Linked DNA regions of Rattus norvegicus: region 2 is linked to region 1. A link is a contact called in public Hi-C data. All regions are on one chromosome and are shown on one strand. Each heading gives the region's core, a stretch centred on a gene start, on an enhancer-like site or on the middle of the called end of the contact. The rest is flanking DNA. Distances are from core to core; before and after follow the strand shown.

Region 1 (7,354 bases), core at 2,679-5,178:
ACTGGAGGTACAGGCAGTTGTAAGCCATCCTCTGTGGATGCTAGGAACAGAATTCAAGTCCCCTGGAAGAGCAGTAAATGCTGAACCACGTCTCCAGCTTTCACATACATAGTTTCCCAAAGTTGTATATACTGCACCTTAGTTCTTTAACAGAACCCACCTTACTATGTCTGTGGCACTGGATAAAGATTGTGTCTGTGGCCCTTTCCCTTGTCCTGAGAGTGCCACGTTTCTCTTCCACTCCTTATTAAGATGAGCACAGGTAGGATGTCCTTGGGTGATAGTACATCCATTCTTCCTCAATCTCCTAAGACTTTCAAACCCTGTTAGGAAGGTTGGGGTTCCTCTTAAGCAAAGTTTTTGGAACTTTATTTCATCCTTACCTACCAAAGCAAGCTCTTATCAGAAAAGCATGAGAAAGTCACAAGAAAGCTTTCGAGGGCAAATTCTGGGCACACTATAGGCTAAGCCTGGGAAGGAGGTTGGTATCTTTGGCTAAACTCAAATTAGCAACAGTATTTTTTCTTTTGGGGCTGATTGTTTATGAAACAGTAAAACATAACATCCTTCTGGGAGTTAGCGTGGATATCCAGAAATCATTTGTCTAAGTACATTTAAAACTATGCCAGTGTATTAATATATATTTAGGGCTATCTGATACTGCACAGAGGATCACACCACCTTGCCAAACTTTCATTGCCCTAAAGAATTTATTCCTTTATTTAAAGATATCTGAGCATTAAAAAAACAACACACATACACAACTAAAGCCCAGAGAGGCAAGACACCAAATCTCATTTGCAGGTGGCCTTTGTAAACGCACCTGGTTAGACTGTATTTCTATTAGTAAAATATTGTAGATTGCCAGGTAACACAAAGAAATCTGTTTTTAAAAGCACGCCATTCATCAACACTGTCAGTAGAATTTTTGCAATATTGCATTTAAATTGTTTTTAGCCTGGATTAAAATAAAAGGCTTTTCAGGCTTCCAATCACCCCCGTAAATGTGCATGTCTTTAAAGTCAAATTATGGGCTAGCAGCCTTCACTTTGTTTTATAGATATAGAAACCTCAGGTCTAGTGCTGTGACTTTTTTTTTTTAAATCCCATTATCTTCACATAAAAAAACAAACAAAAACAAAACAAAACAAAAAACCCTGACCCCAAATTATTAACAAGGAAATGCTGGCTAAAATCAATTGACATTTAGCAAGTTTTTGAAATATTTCAACACTTGGGAATGGATACTAATAACACACTGGTCTCTGATCTTCAATCTATTACCTCTCAAAACTGAAAAGGAGCTAGTATGGTAGTATACACTTCCAATCCCAGCACTGAGGAGGTGAGGCCAGCCTGGGATACATAGTGAGCTCTCAGGAAGCTGGCCTAGACTACATACACAAGAGTATCTCAGGAAAGAAGAAGAAGAAGAAGAAGAAGAAGAAGAAGAAGAAGAAGAAGAAGAAGAAGAGGAGGAGGAGGAGGAGGAGGAGGAGGAGGAGGAGGAGGAGGAGGAGGAGGAGGAGGAGGAGGAGGAGGAGGAGGAGGAGGAGGAGGAGGGGAGGGGGGGAGGATGAGGAGGAGGGGAGGAGGAGGAGGAGGAGGGGGAGGAGGAGGGGGAGGAGGAGGGGGAGGAGGAGGAGGAGGAGGAACAAGCAACAACAACAACAAAATAGCTAGGAGTTACACTGTTTTGAATCTCTGAATCTGAGGTCAAACTGGTCTACATATCAAATTCCAGGCCAATTAGGGCTACATAGCCAGACCTCGTCTTTAAATAAAGAAAAACAAAACATGCCAAAAAAGACTTACTAGATGCCTTATGTCTACAAATGCGGATAACCAAAACAACAAAATCACCAATTTTCCTCTTGCTCCATTTCTGTGGGTAGAAAGACATGCCAAAGTGGTTCATATTTGTGGTACTGTAATCTGCCTGCCCACACCCCAACCAAAGGTTTCTCAGTCAGAAGTGAGAAAAAGAGCAGTTTACTTAGGGCATCTGATTGCTTGTCAAGTTGACATTTTCTTTCCAGACCGGCAAGATAAACAATCAGTTGTGTTCGAGAAACTTTACTGCGCCTGTGTTTTCCACTGAAGCAGATGCTCGGATTCCAAGCATAAACTCCAATAAATAACCTCCATTCCTTAACTATCATCTGAAGAGCCTGTCTCCCCCATGCTATGTTATTTCACTTCCGTACTTTGTTAGCACCCCACACCTCCAGGTCTACCCTCTTCAGATCATTTAAGTGCGAACAATGTCAATCCAAATATAAGGCTTTAAACGTTCAAATTTCTGGCATTTCTAAAAATTGCCATTTATTTAAGGAAACACACCAATAGGTACAGGTTTTGGCCACAGTCATGAGCCTTCAAAATCACAATAATACAGTCTATTTTGTCTATCTAGAATAAGTATTCTAGTACACACATGGAGGGGTGAATAAATTTTGGAGCTACAATGAATTCTGAAAATATGTTTATGCTGCTTTAAAATGATTTCCCAGCAACTCAATAAACTCTGATTGCAGAACTCAGACCTTGCAAATCTAGAAACTCAATTTTAGGGGGAAAAAAATCTAGAAAAATGGCCAAAGAGTGGCTTTTAATCATGACTACAAGAAAATTTAGAGAACTTTAAATCTCAGGGGTTCAATGGGCCTAAGTGGAATTAAAACAAAAGTTGTTTTGTATTCTATTAATAGCAGATGATTAAACGCATATCTCATTTCAAATGGAATTCATTTATAAGTACTTAAACTTACTAAACTGGCCACTAATCCCATGTCTGTTTCTGGAAAAATTCTCTCACATAACATGCACGTTTAGCGACCAATCACCACACGTTCTGTCAGCTTAAGTCAATTCTTATTAAAATCTCAGGGCTCTCTGACTCCAATAACCTCCCCAGATCATCGACGTAGGAAAAGTCCAACTACGGGCAAACATGTTCATAATAATTGTATATAGATATATAAAATTGTCAAAACACTAAACAAAAAAGTAATCAAAAGAAAAGCCAAGTTGAACTAAAAGCTCCTGTGTGAAAGAGTCCAAGAGGGGGAAGGCGTTTCAAAGGTCTTCCCAAGAGCAGATTCCCTGGCAGCCTAGAAAATTCCCTGAGCTGAGGGAGCCAGGCTCACCTGGCGATGGATTCCTAATTACGGAGGAGTTTCTCCCCTACATTCTTGAGCGCTTTCTTTTCTCCGAGGAAACTCGAGCTTGTCTCTTTTTTTCTCTTTTGGATCTGGGGAGGGTTTAGCCCCAGCGGTCAGACCAGCATAGTCACTGATCACAAAGAGAAGTTGGGGGAGGACAAGAACCTCTCGGGGACTCCGCAGATTGTCTTCCACGTCTCCAATCCCCGTTCCCCATGGGTCCCTGGGAGTCTCCGAGGGCCCAAGGGGGAAGGGGAGAAGACCCTTATCATGTAAAGTCCGCACTTTATCTCAAAAGTGAAAAAGAATCCCGAATCGCCTACCCCGCTGGCGACAATGGTCAGCTGCTTGGCGGGGCTCACGTTCCTGGCCTGGAATCCTGGACTCCCCAAGTCTCTGGGCCTCCCAGCCTCCGCCCTCAGCCTGGAACCACAGGTTTCCAGATCTCCCTTCTCCGGTCTCGAACTCCGCAAAGTCCCACACTTACCCGGTACGTGTTCTCCGTGAGCCGGTTCACCTCCTCCGGCCCCCGAGACATGGTGCAGCCTCCGGGAGGGCGAGCGCGGGAGGACGCGGCGGGGCCTCGTGGCCTCCGGACTGCGGGCGGCGGGAGAACCTAGGGCTTGCGACTGAGCGGCCCTCGGGAGTCGGCTGCCGCCACAGCTGTCAGCCGGAGAGAACCAGTGTGCGTCTCCGTTGCCAAAATGTCAAAACTTTGCGGCGCTTCGCTCTGTGAGAAGCTGTGAGGTAAACGTAGCCTGCCGAGCCTGGGACTAGCAAAGGGACCGGCAGCCCCACCTGAGGCGGGCGGGGTGGGCGGGGCTGAACGGCCAGAGGGCGGGACAGCCCCACCTGAGGTGGGCGTGGTCTAGGCAGAGTGAGTTGGAGTGGGCGGGGCGGCCTCACAGAGAGGCAGCCTGGTGGGAGGGACGATCTGTTGGGGCAACATGGGGGTGGGAGGTGGGGGGTCGAGGGGGAGGTCGGGGGGGGGGACAGGGAAGAGACTTGTTACGCTAGGTGGGCGTGGCCTAGAGGCTTGCTAGGCGGAGCAGAAGCCGGGCCAGCGCGCAGGACTGATTGGCCTCAGCTGAGGAGCGGGGGTGGGGGCTGAGAGGCCAACAGGAGGGAGAAGCCAAGGGGAGGGAACTCCCCCCTACCCCGCCAGAAATGGGCTGGTGGGCGTGGCCTAGATGGTGGGCGGGCGTGGCCGAAACTAAATGAGCTGGAGGGAACGAAGTAGCTCTTAGCTGTATTCGCCAGAGTGGCCGGGCAGAGTTGAGCCGGTGGGCGCGGTCCAGCAGACTGATGGGCGGTGCTGAAGTGAGGAAGGAGTGGTTTGGGTAGCCCCAGCTGAGGCAGGCATGGAATGGAAGGGTCTTCCTCGTGGTGGGTGTGGCTGAGCAACCTGGTGGGCGAGGCTGGAACAGTACTGGGATGTTGGAGGATGCCCTCGAAAAGGCTCTGGAACCAATGGGCCCAGTGGACCAGGCCATCTAAGCTAAGGTTTGGGGGTGGAGGCAATATCTCGGAGCGCCCTCTCTCGGGCCTCCCAGAATTCCAGCCAAGCCCCTACACTGTGGTCTCTTTTAGACCTGGACCTTTGGGCTCCTAGGTCTAGTGTCCGCCACAAAGTGCTGGCTCTGAAAACTCGAGGCCCACATCCTCCACTGGTGAATCCTCTAAGCTCTCTGCTTTTGAGTAACTTCCACATACCTCATACGAATCGATTTCCCTGATTGAAGGTCCACAGGGCACAGCTCCTCCATGGAGCAAAGGGGTTGCAATTTTGAAAGTTTCGGGGTGTCAAACATAACTAACGTCAAGATCTGATTACTGAAATAACAGAACATTAAGAATATGTTAATCCAGGGACTAAGCCACTACCCAAAGACTATACATGGACTGACCCTGGGCTCCAACTGCATAGGTAGCAATGAATGGCCTAGTAAGGGCACCAGTGCAAGGGGAAGCCCTTGGTCCTGCCAAGACTGAACACCCAGTGAACGGGATTGTTGGGGGGAGGGCGATAATGGGGGGAGGATGGGGAGGGGAACACCCATATAGGAGGGGAGGGGGAAGAGACTAGGGGGATGTTGGTCTGGAAACTGGGAAAGGTAATAACAATTGAAATGTAAATAAAAAATACCCAAGTTAATAAAGATGGAGAAAAAAATAAGATAAAAATCCCATGCCTTACAACTGTGTAAATCACAAGACTGTTAAATTTTTTCCTTTGTTCCTGAAATTTTTTCCTTTGTGTGTGTGTGTGTTTTACAAGAAGCTAACCTTGGAGTCATTCCTTAGCCGATATGCTCTTTTATTCTTTTATTTTTATTTTTTTGGGGGGAATCTCTTACTGAAGTAGACTGACAGCTCTCAAGTCTCCACAAGCCCCCATGGATCTGCCTGTCTCCTACCTCCCCAGCACTGGAATTACCAGAGCATGTATACTGTGTGTAGCTTTTTACATGAGTTCTGAGGCTCGATCAAACTCAGGTCCCTATGTTTTGCACTGCAAGCACTTTACAAGATGACCCATTTCCTCAGTCCCCTGGTCAGCTGAGGCCTTTAGGATGTCTGTCCTTTCGTCTTACAGAGGCTATGTAGGTATGTGGCTCCTGGCATGTCTTTGTACTTTTTTAAAACATTTTACTTTATGTGTAAGCTACTTGGACTGCTTGGTATGTCGTCTGTGCCCCATGTATATACCTGGTGCCCTCAGAGGTCAGAGGAGGGTTTCCGATCCCCTGAGACTTGGGTTACAAAAGGTTGTGACGATCATGTGGGTGTCGGGAAACAAACCTAGGTCCTCTGGAAGAACAGCCATTGTTCTTAACTACGGAGCCATCTCCCCAGTCCCTCTTGGTGCTTCCTGTTCTATACCGGTTGTTTACCCCAGTCACACCCAATCCAGCTCTGGGCATATCCTGGAGTACACATCTAGGACCGAGGTGACCCAGACTCCAGGGCCACAACGGAGGGCGCTCTCCTAGCCAGACACACACTCAGCATTCGAGACTCAGGCTTGTCGGGAGTGGGCGTGGTCTTATTTTTAAAAGCTGTCCAGGTGCAATTTGCTTTGTTTACGAGCTTTTAGGACACGAAGCTTCTAAACTGCTTTGGGATAAAGTTCACTGGGAAATACACACAAAGAAAGCACTATGCGCCCCACAGGGAAACACTGAAAATATGAAATGCCTCTGGACTTAGACACAAGCACTTGGACTCTGGGGTAGTCTTATCACGTTTTGTAGGCTATAAAACATATCTGGCTCGGGAACCAAATGGTGGCGTGTGATGGATGTTGGAGGAAATGGAACCTCAGCCTTTAGGTCGTAGGCAGTGGGAGAAGCTACCCATTTCTTTAAGGGCTCTTCCGGAGCTGGCTCAGAGAATGTGCCAAGTGGGGTTCATATATGGGGTGGTGAGCAGGACTCTATAATTACCACCATTGCATGTTAGGGTTCGCTAAGGGTGTCTGCTGGCTTTTATTTGAATTTGAAAACTCCTTGTCTTTCCTTGGCAGATCACCTTTTGGTCTCAGAACCCCTCTCTGTGTCTTCCTTCTCATGAATGAGGTCATTTCACCCTCCGCTGCCAGGCAGTCATCCGAGGAGCTGGAAAGAGAGCAGAAGCTTAACCTTTAACACCCCACAGCTTGGCAGCACCAGTTCCGAGCCAGGGAAGACAGCTTAGCAAGCCGTCATAAAGCCAGAGAGGATCTCAGATGGCCCATTTAGATTGCCACGGTTGGAATTCGATCAGAGATTGGAGTTCTTGATTGTATGCAAATCTTTGCATAATTATCTGGGCTTATCAAACTCAACTTTATGGAAATAACTTCCTAGTTATGATCTTCCTGCTTCCTGAAAGTCCTTTTAGAATGGTCAGGTTTGTTTTTTTCTTCCCTACTAGTGCTAGGAATAGAACCCACAGCCTTGCTTATGCTAGGCAAATGTTCTACTGCTAAGCCATGCCCTAGGCCCCTCACAGGGGGATTCCGGACAGGTACTCAACCACTGAGCTACAACTCGAGTAAGAATAGTCAGTTTTTTTTTTTTTTTTCTTTTTTTTTTTTTTTTTTCGGAGCTGGGGACCAAACCCAGGGCCTTGCGCTCGCTAGGCAAGCGCTCTACCGCTGAGCTAAATCCCCAACCCCAGAATAGTCAGTTTTAAATCTGTCCAGGCAA
Region 2 (7,354 bases), core at 2,222-4,721, 65 kb before region 1:
TCTGTGAACTAACTTCCTCCTCTCACGTCAAGAACGCCTACTCTGTTCTTAGACTCACCGTGGCCTTTCTAGTTTACACCTTCTCTCAGCCCAATCCTGTGTATCTGATTTAACTTTTCAAGGCAGATTTTGGGTTTGTTTGTGTGTTTGTGTGAATGTTTGTGTGCCCAGGAAGGTCAGAAGAGGTGTCGGATTTGGAGTTACAGGCAGTCATGAGCCACCTGATGGTTGGCACTAAGAAAAACTCACGTTCTCTGCAAGCAGTGCTATTCACTCTTACCCACTGAGCCATTTCTCCAGCCCTGTGAGGTAACCACCTTACAAAAGAGAACTCACTCATCACAGTAACTAATTATAGGAACAGAAGATTTATTTTTATCTAATCCCCAGAGTAATCTGATTATCTGATAACCACAGAGAAAATCATCTTCTTTCTCTCATTTTAGTTCCTGTATTTGTTTCGGAAAATACCAGCACCAAGGGAGACTGCAGCAGAGACAGTGTTCTGCCTTGGGTCTCCTGGGATGTTGTGGAGTCTCTGAAACAGAGACTATTCCAGGGCAAAGGAGCCTCCATCCAGCAAAAAGCAGGGTGACCACCAGGCTTGCAAGGCCAGCTCTCGTACACTTGGGGATCTGTGCTTGAGCTCCGCCACTTTCCTCTGATAAAGGCGGACCAGAGTTTCTCTGTCATCCTACCCAGCTCAGAAACCACACAGGTCTTATGACTACAAGTTGGAAACTAGGAACTCATTGGGAATGGCTGCCACCGGCATAGGAAGCCGCAACGGAATGTACTGGTGGACTGCCTTATAGCCACCAGCCAGAGCCAAAGGGACTTTTATGTCGAGCTGACCAGCTGTGGATGGGAAAGGATGAAACGGTAAGACCCTGGTAGGGTCAGGGGAAAGGGAAAATGAGCACAGAGCCCATGGCTTCAGCTGTCACCAGGGTACAAGTGACTCAACCACGTTTTCAAGAGCATTTGCAGACATCTGCTCCTCAGACTTGCCAGGCCACTCCTCCTCCCTCATCTTCCGTCTCAGAAACCAGTGTGCTGCCAGACCTGGTGTTCTCTGTGTAAGAGTGAACTCTCCGGCACCATGCCTCCTATCCCTCCTAACCCCAGCAGCCAGTCACGGTAGACAACCTCTCACCTACGTGTCATGCCCGTGAAGAACAGGCATTTACTGTGCACTGGTGCCATCAAGTGGGCCAGCTCTTGGGAGGAACACGAGCCTTACCCACCCACATCTGTGCTTGTCCTACCCTGAGGAGATGGCACTCTGGACAAACTGAAGTCACAGATGTGTGTGTCCCAAGTCCACTCAACAGAAGTGGGAAGGTGGTCCACACCCAGATCAGCTGCTGGGTCTCTTAGCAGAGTCTCCTCCACTCCCTATCTGCCTCATGTCCTCATTTCCCTGGAGTGGGTTCTCTCTAGGGTCAACTTTACATGGTGCCAGAGGTCCTTCTAAAAGCAAAAAACAGGCAGCCTCCCCGTTCTTCCCACAGTGTCCCAGATAAACAGACTTGTGAGCTGTAAACTGAAGGCCTCTGTACACAAGCGCTGTGTAACCCTGGGTATGGTGGGCACTGAGAACTGCTTATTATACAGGCACATAACCTGGAGAAGTCACAGGATCCAAGGACACACACTGTCCCCTAAGCTCTGTGAACCTAACAAGTTCCAGTCAGACAATGTGCGGGATGAAGGAGAGCTATGGCAGAAAGGACTTCGGTTTTGTGTTTTCTAACCAATCACGTTCATCAGCTTCCCACCCCATGATGCCATCCAAAATTTCCAAGTCAATATAAAAATCAAACCAGACTCTTCTACAGGAGAAGCCCGACACCTGGCCAGGAATAGAAGTATAGTACTCTGTCATTTCAGATATGAAAACATTCCGAATTGCTTTTATGTTGATTTTGAACCATAAACAATCCCTTGTTGGGAATTTTAAAAAATACGCTTCAATTATTTCAAAACCAAGCATACAGTTCTTGGCAAGTCATGATCTTCTTAGAAAGAAAATCTAAAAATATTTTGGCTGAAGCCATCAGCATTCTGTTGCAAGCGGTGACGTTTCTTTCTAACATGGCCCTTCTTGAACTGTGTTTCCGCAGCCCCACTCAATGTGGATCTGGAGCGCTGTGCTGTGTGCTACGCACAGCTCTGAACTCAACACTCTGCCCTGCCGGCCAGGCTCACCTTACAGGGGCTCCCACCGTTCACACTCCTTTGCGTGTCTGCCACTGTAGATAGGATCAATGAAACGGACAGTCACAGTGGTCAGATAGGAACCCCTGACCTTGTTAGTCTTGGCCCTCACGGGTCTGCGGAATTCAAAACTGGCCTCCCGGGGATAACTCCTGAGTCCTTGGTTTTACAGAACTGACTGGAACACACCTTAGTTGTGACTGTACAAGCTGCCGAGGCGTACCTTGAAGTGGATCACAAAACTGCCTTTGGGGTCAGCCCACGGACATTTACTGTTTGGGCAAGTGCCACTTCCCGTTGGAAAACACTCTGCTTCTGTGTTGTTTTTACTCCTCATGCTCTAAACGACATTTTTGTGAATTATATTTGAGAAGGAAGAAGACAGAGAATACTGAGGGAGGAACTGAGAAAGCACAACCCTGGTGAGACAGAGTAGAACAGAGCGCATGCCCCAACAGGAAGTGCACTCTGCCAGCTGCACCAACCCTCTCCTTTCTCCTTTCAGGTTGGGAGCCAACGTCTCAGGAAGAAATTCACATCATTGTACTCATGTGACTCAATCTGAATAAATTAGGTTCTTTTTTTTTTTTTTTAAATAAAGATTTATTTATTTATGAGTACACTGTAGCTGTCCTCAGACACACCAGAAGAGGGCATCAGATCCCATTACAGATGGTTGTGAGCCACCATGTGGTTGCTGGGATTTGAACTCAGGACCTCTGGAAGAGCAGTCAGTTCTCTTAACCGCTGAGCCACCTCTCCAGCCCCCATAAATTAGGTTCTTAAGGGGGGCAATAATAGGGAATTTATTACTAAAATTAAACATCCTCCCAGTGCTATCGATGGAACTGAGGTACTCACCCACGTGGGCCACAGTGCTGGCTAAATCAAAGGGATTTAGGTGAAACATGCACACATTTCAAATTCATGAACTCAACCAAGCCAGGGCACATAGCAGTAGTGGCAAACAGCAAACAGCATTGCTCTAGGTTTCAGGAAGGTATTTAAAACAATACTGTGGAAGACTATGCATGTGGCCAGTAGGCAATGCCACCTTAAAATGTTAAATAATAAGACTTAAAGAGCGGAACTGATATGGGATACTTTTTGTTTGAAGACTTCTGTTGACTTCCCCTGTGTTGGCACTAAAGATGGAGCCCAGAGCCTGGCCTGTGAGGCCAGCACTCTTCTACTAAGCTACATCCCCAGCTCCCACCAGAGGCTCTCTGACTATTCTCGTAACAAGGCTGTCTTCAAACTTAACTCCTCCTACATCTACCTTCCAAGTGCTGGGAGTACAAGCTGGGTTTACCACCACACCCAGCCGGTCTATTAATAAACTTCATGAGATAAGTCTTCACCAATTCACAGTGAGAATGTGGAGCAGCCAGATGGAACCTGCCAAGGACAGAGGCAGCAAAGAACACATGCTGAATGAGAGAGAGAGAGAGAGAGAGAGAGAGAGAGAGAGAGAGAGAGAGAGAGGAACCAAACCCTGCTCTTTCCATTTATATCTGGTCACAGATAATTACAACACATTTGTTATTTCCAGAGAGCATCGAGTAATGGTTGAGTCACATGCCACTTCCTACGTGTTACTACAAGTGGAATCAGATAATAAAATGACACCAACTTACTACAGGCCTGAAGACACACTGTGTGGATCAAAATGAAAATGACCAAAAATATCGCTTGGAAAATGTTTAGTTTTTCTGAGTGGTTTTCTTTTCCCTCTCCTCTCCTCTCCTCCCCTCCCCTCACCCCCTCCTCTCCTCCCCTCCTCTCCCCCCCTCCCCTCCTCTCCTTTCCTTTCCTTTCCTGAGACAGGGTTCTGGCTGTCTCAGAATTCAATCTGTAGGTAGGCTGGTTCGGGCTCAGAGAGCCACCTGCCTCTGCCTCACAGGTGCTGGGAATAAAGGCGTGTGCCCCTCTGTTTTTGCTGACATTTTACAGGTAGCAAATGTAATGAGGAGGAACTACAATGGGGGCTGAAAAGAGGGCTTAGAAGGTAAAGGCCCTTGCTGCCAAGCCTGGCGGCTGAATTCAATCCCTGGGATCCAGTTGGTGGAAGGAAAGAAAGAAGCAACTCCTAAAGCTTTTCTTTTGACCTCCACATGCAAAATAAATAAAGGGCAATAAAACCTAATCAGTACAGTGACAGCAAAAGCCAAGCCCACAGATGTCCTCTTGAGCTACCAGGGGTGCTTTAGATCCACACTGCCCACCCCTAACCACAGTGCGGGAGCACACCACACGGTGGATGATCTACTGTCCTTAAATATGGCTTAGTCCCTGCGCAGTACTTCTTAATCCCAGTACTTGGGAGGGAGAGGCAGGTGGATCTCTGAGTCCAAGGCCAGCCTGGTCTACAAAGTGAGTTCCAGGACAGCCAGGGCTACACAGAAAAACTCTGCCTTGAAAAAAACAACACACACACACAACAAGCAAAAAAGCCCCCGATATTCCAACCAACGATTTAACCAAATGAGCAGCAACAGTAAGGAAAACCTCACAAATCACAGCATAGATAGAAGTGCAACAGAGTTTAGATGAGCTTAGTCTCATCCTTGACTTAACCAACCGAAGCCCTACAGTTCTAATGAAGGTAACATCCCTTAATTACTCTGCCAGTGTTCCCCGAAATAAACAAATAAATGACATGGAGGGGCATGTCACAGAGTCAACTTGTCAGACATGGGGTGTTCTAACCTGAGCATCAAAGCAGTGAACGGCCATAACAAACTACAGGTCATCAAAGGATCTAGGGATCTAGGAGACCACAGCACATCGTGTTGGGGGGCAACGGATGCTCCTGCTCAAAGGAAAATGTAAGTGCCAATTAGTAAGTGAGGGGAGGCTGCCAGTCCTGGGAAATCACCATTTTGCCACCATCCTGTGAAAGAGTGGTTGGAGGGAAAATCACTGAGAGATGTACAGTTAGGATGAGGAAGAAGCTACTGCATAGCCTGGACGTTTTCCTCGAAGGTTCTTGTTAACAGATATGGTTTTAAAAATCCAAAATGAACTAGAGAGCAGACAGTGCCTTTACAGCAAAGATGAGAGGAAAGTGACCAGTGTGCTCACGTTTGATACTCACCAGATACAGAATGGCTTGGATAGTATTCTAGTGAGGACAAAGATCTGGCACCTAAAATCCCTCAAGGTCCTGGTCCAGACTCCACCTCCACTTAGGATGTGTAAAACAGGTTTACAGTACCTACTCTTGCTGAATGAAACACACCTGCTTAGACTTAAAACTTTACACTTGGGGGGGTTGGGGATTTAGCTCAGTGGTAGAGCGCTTGCCTAGCAAGCGCAAGGCCCTGGGTTCGGTCCCCAGCTCCGAAGGAAAAAAAAAAAAAAAAGAAAGAAAAAGAAGAAAAAGAAAAAAAAACTTTACACTTATTTTCTTGGTGTGTGTGTGCACGCACATGCACATGTGGAGGTCAGAAGGCGACTTGGTTGGAGTTTGTTCTCTCCTTTGACTATGTGGGTTTTGGAGATTAAACTTAGGTCAGCAGTACAGGCCTTTACCTACTGGGCCATCTTACTGACCCCTTATTTACCTGTTTAGTTTTGGAGAAGGTCAAAGAGGAGGAAGAGGAGGAGGAGGAAGGGGGAAAACGATGCAGATTATTTCATCCCAGCCCTGGGGAGTCCAGTGCTGGCTGCTGGAGAAAATGGAGGGATAAAGAGGTGTACTGTGGTGAGTTGACACCTATGCTGTACTTAAAGTAAGATCTCTAGGGGGTTGGGGATTTAGCTCAGTGGTAGAGCGCTTGCCTAGCAAGCACAAGGCCCTGGGTTGGGCCCCCAGCTCCGAAAAAAAGAAAAAAATAAATAAAAAAAGTAAGATCTCTGGTAACCTTCTCCTTAGGAAGTGATCAGCATAGCCAAAGACCTGAAGGTGAATAGTTCTCTGAGTCAAACACAAGTTGCAGCTACAGGTTGGAGAGATGGCTCGAGGGTTAATTAGGTTAATTACCGCTCTTGCAGAGGACCCGAGTTCAGGTCCCTCCACCCATAACCTCCTGTAACTCCAGCTCCATGGGATTCTGAGGTCTCTGACTTCTGTGGGTACCTACTCTCACCTCAAAGCACATACATATAATTTAAAATAATAATTTAAAAATTCCTTTTAAAAGGGTCCAGTCAGAGTGGGGAGTGATTGCCCACACCTTAATCTCAGAATTCTGGAGGCTGAGACAGGAGTTTTGAGTTTGGTGCAAAATAGGATTGTGTCTCAAAAAACTGGAAAAAAAAGATTATAACTATAAACCTAGATACTCTTCTTGGAGGTGTCTCTTTTAGACACTGGACAATTAAAACTAATTTTTTCATAGCTGGGAGTTGGTAGTGCATGCCTTTACTCCCAGCACTCGGAAGGCAGAGACAGGAAGAACTCCGAGTTCAAGTGCAGCCTGGTCTCTGTAATAAGTTCTAGGACAGCCAGAGATATAGAGAGAGACGCTTTCTCAACAACAACAACAAAAACAACCTAACGAACAAACAAACTCAAAACAGAACAAAAGCAACTTAACTTTGTGTGAGTCTAGAGTAAACCTGCCCAAAGGCAGAGGCTGTGCACGTCAGCCTCTCAGAGCTGCTGCTGATCTCAGTAGTGGAGCGCATCATTGGGAAGAAGATGGAGGCTGGAGAGGAAAGAGTATGGTGACTCTCATTCCCCACAGAGAGCTCGAAGCGGAAGCCTCAGGCATGGTCAAAGCTTTTGCAGAAAGATATGATGGTCCCAGCCAGGCTTCTCAGCACCAAGCACACTTAGAATATTACTTAGCATTGTTAAGGAGTCCCCATTACTTACCAGAGTTTACCTTTCACAGTTCCAATGGTTGCTTTCTGTAAAGATAGAAAAAATGCCCTCCAGGCTTCCAACAACAGAGATCGGCTGCTATTGTGAAATAGGCCCAGAATCCCGAGGCCTTCAAGGGCAAGCTGCAGCAATGAGGCCTTATCTGACCTAGGAATGGCAATTAATCTCAGGTCCTCTCAAGCTTTCACATAAAGGGCAAAGAAAGGCGAAGAATCTCTCCCAAAGGTCAGGTTCAGGGTTGTCTGAAACATCCACAAACAATCAGAGATTCCTGCTGAAGATGAAGGAAGCTTTCCTTTCCCA

The links. Hi-C and Micro-C count contacts between places; a contact is called where the count stands out from the background.
Region 2: a contact with region 1 is called in a Hi-C map of the A7r5 cell line, with 2.1 times the contacts expected there. The contact joins the enhancer-like site here to the promoter of Baiap2l1 in region 1. A contact is called at or near these places in 3 of 12 Hi-C or Micro-C datasets (the A7r5 cell line, hepatocytes and liver).

The regions. Positions count from the first base shown.
Region 1 is chr12:15,360,728-15,368,081 of GRCr8, reverse strand. It overlaps Baiap2l1 (BAR/IMD domain containing adaptor protein 2 like 1), which reads right to left and starts at 3,928. Exons shown (of 14, transcript NM_001034140.1): 1 at 3,652-3,928. The coding sequence starts at 3,702.
Region 2 is chr12:15,425,473-15,432,826 of GRCr8, reverse strand. All of the region lies in intron 3 of Baiap2l1 (BAR/IMD domain containing adaptor protein 2 like 1), which reads right to left. It also overlaps the pseudogene Ube2n-ps5. Among named protein-coding and RNA genes, the nearest start is that of Bri3, 34 kb to the left of the region's middle. Within about 2 kb of position 3,471, at least 14 of the 93 cell types and tissues checked have an H3K27ac peak or open chromatin away from gene starts, as enhancers often do. A contact at or near this core is called in the A7r5 cell line, where this site is marked.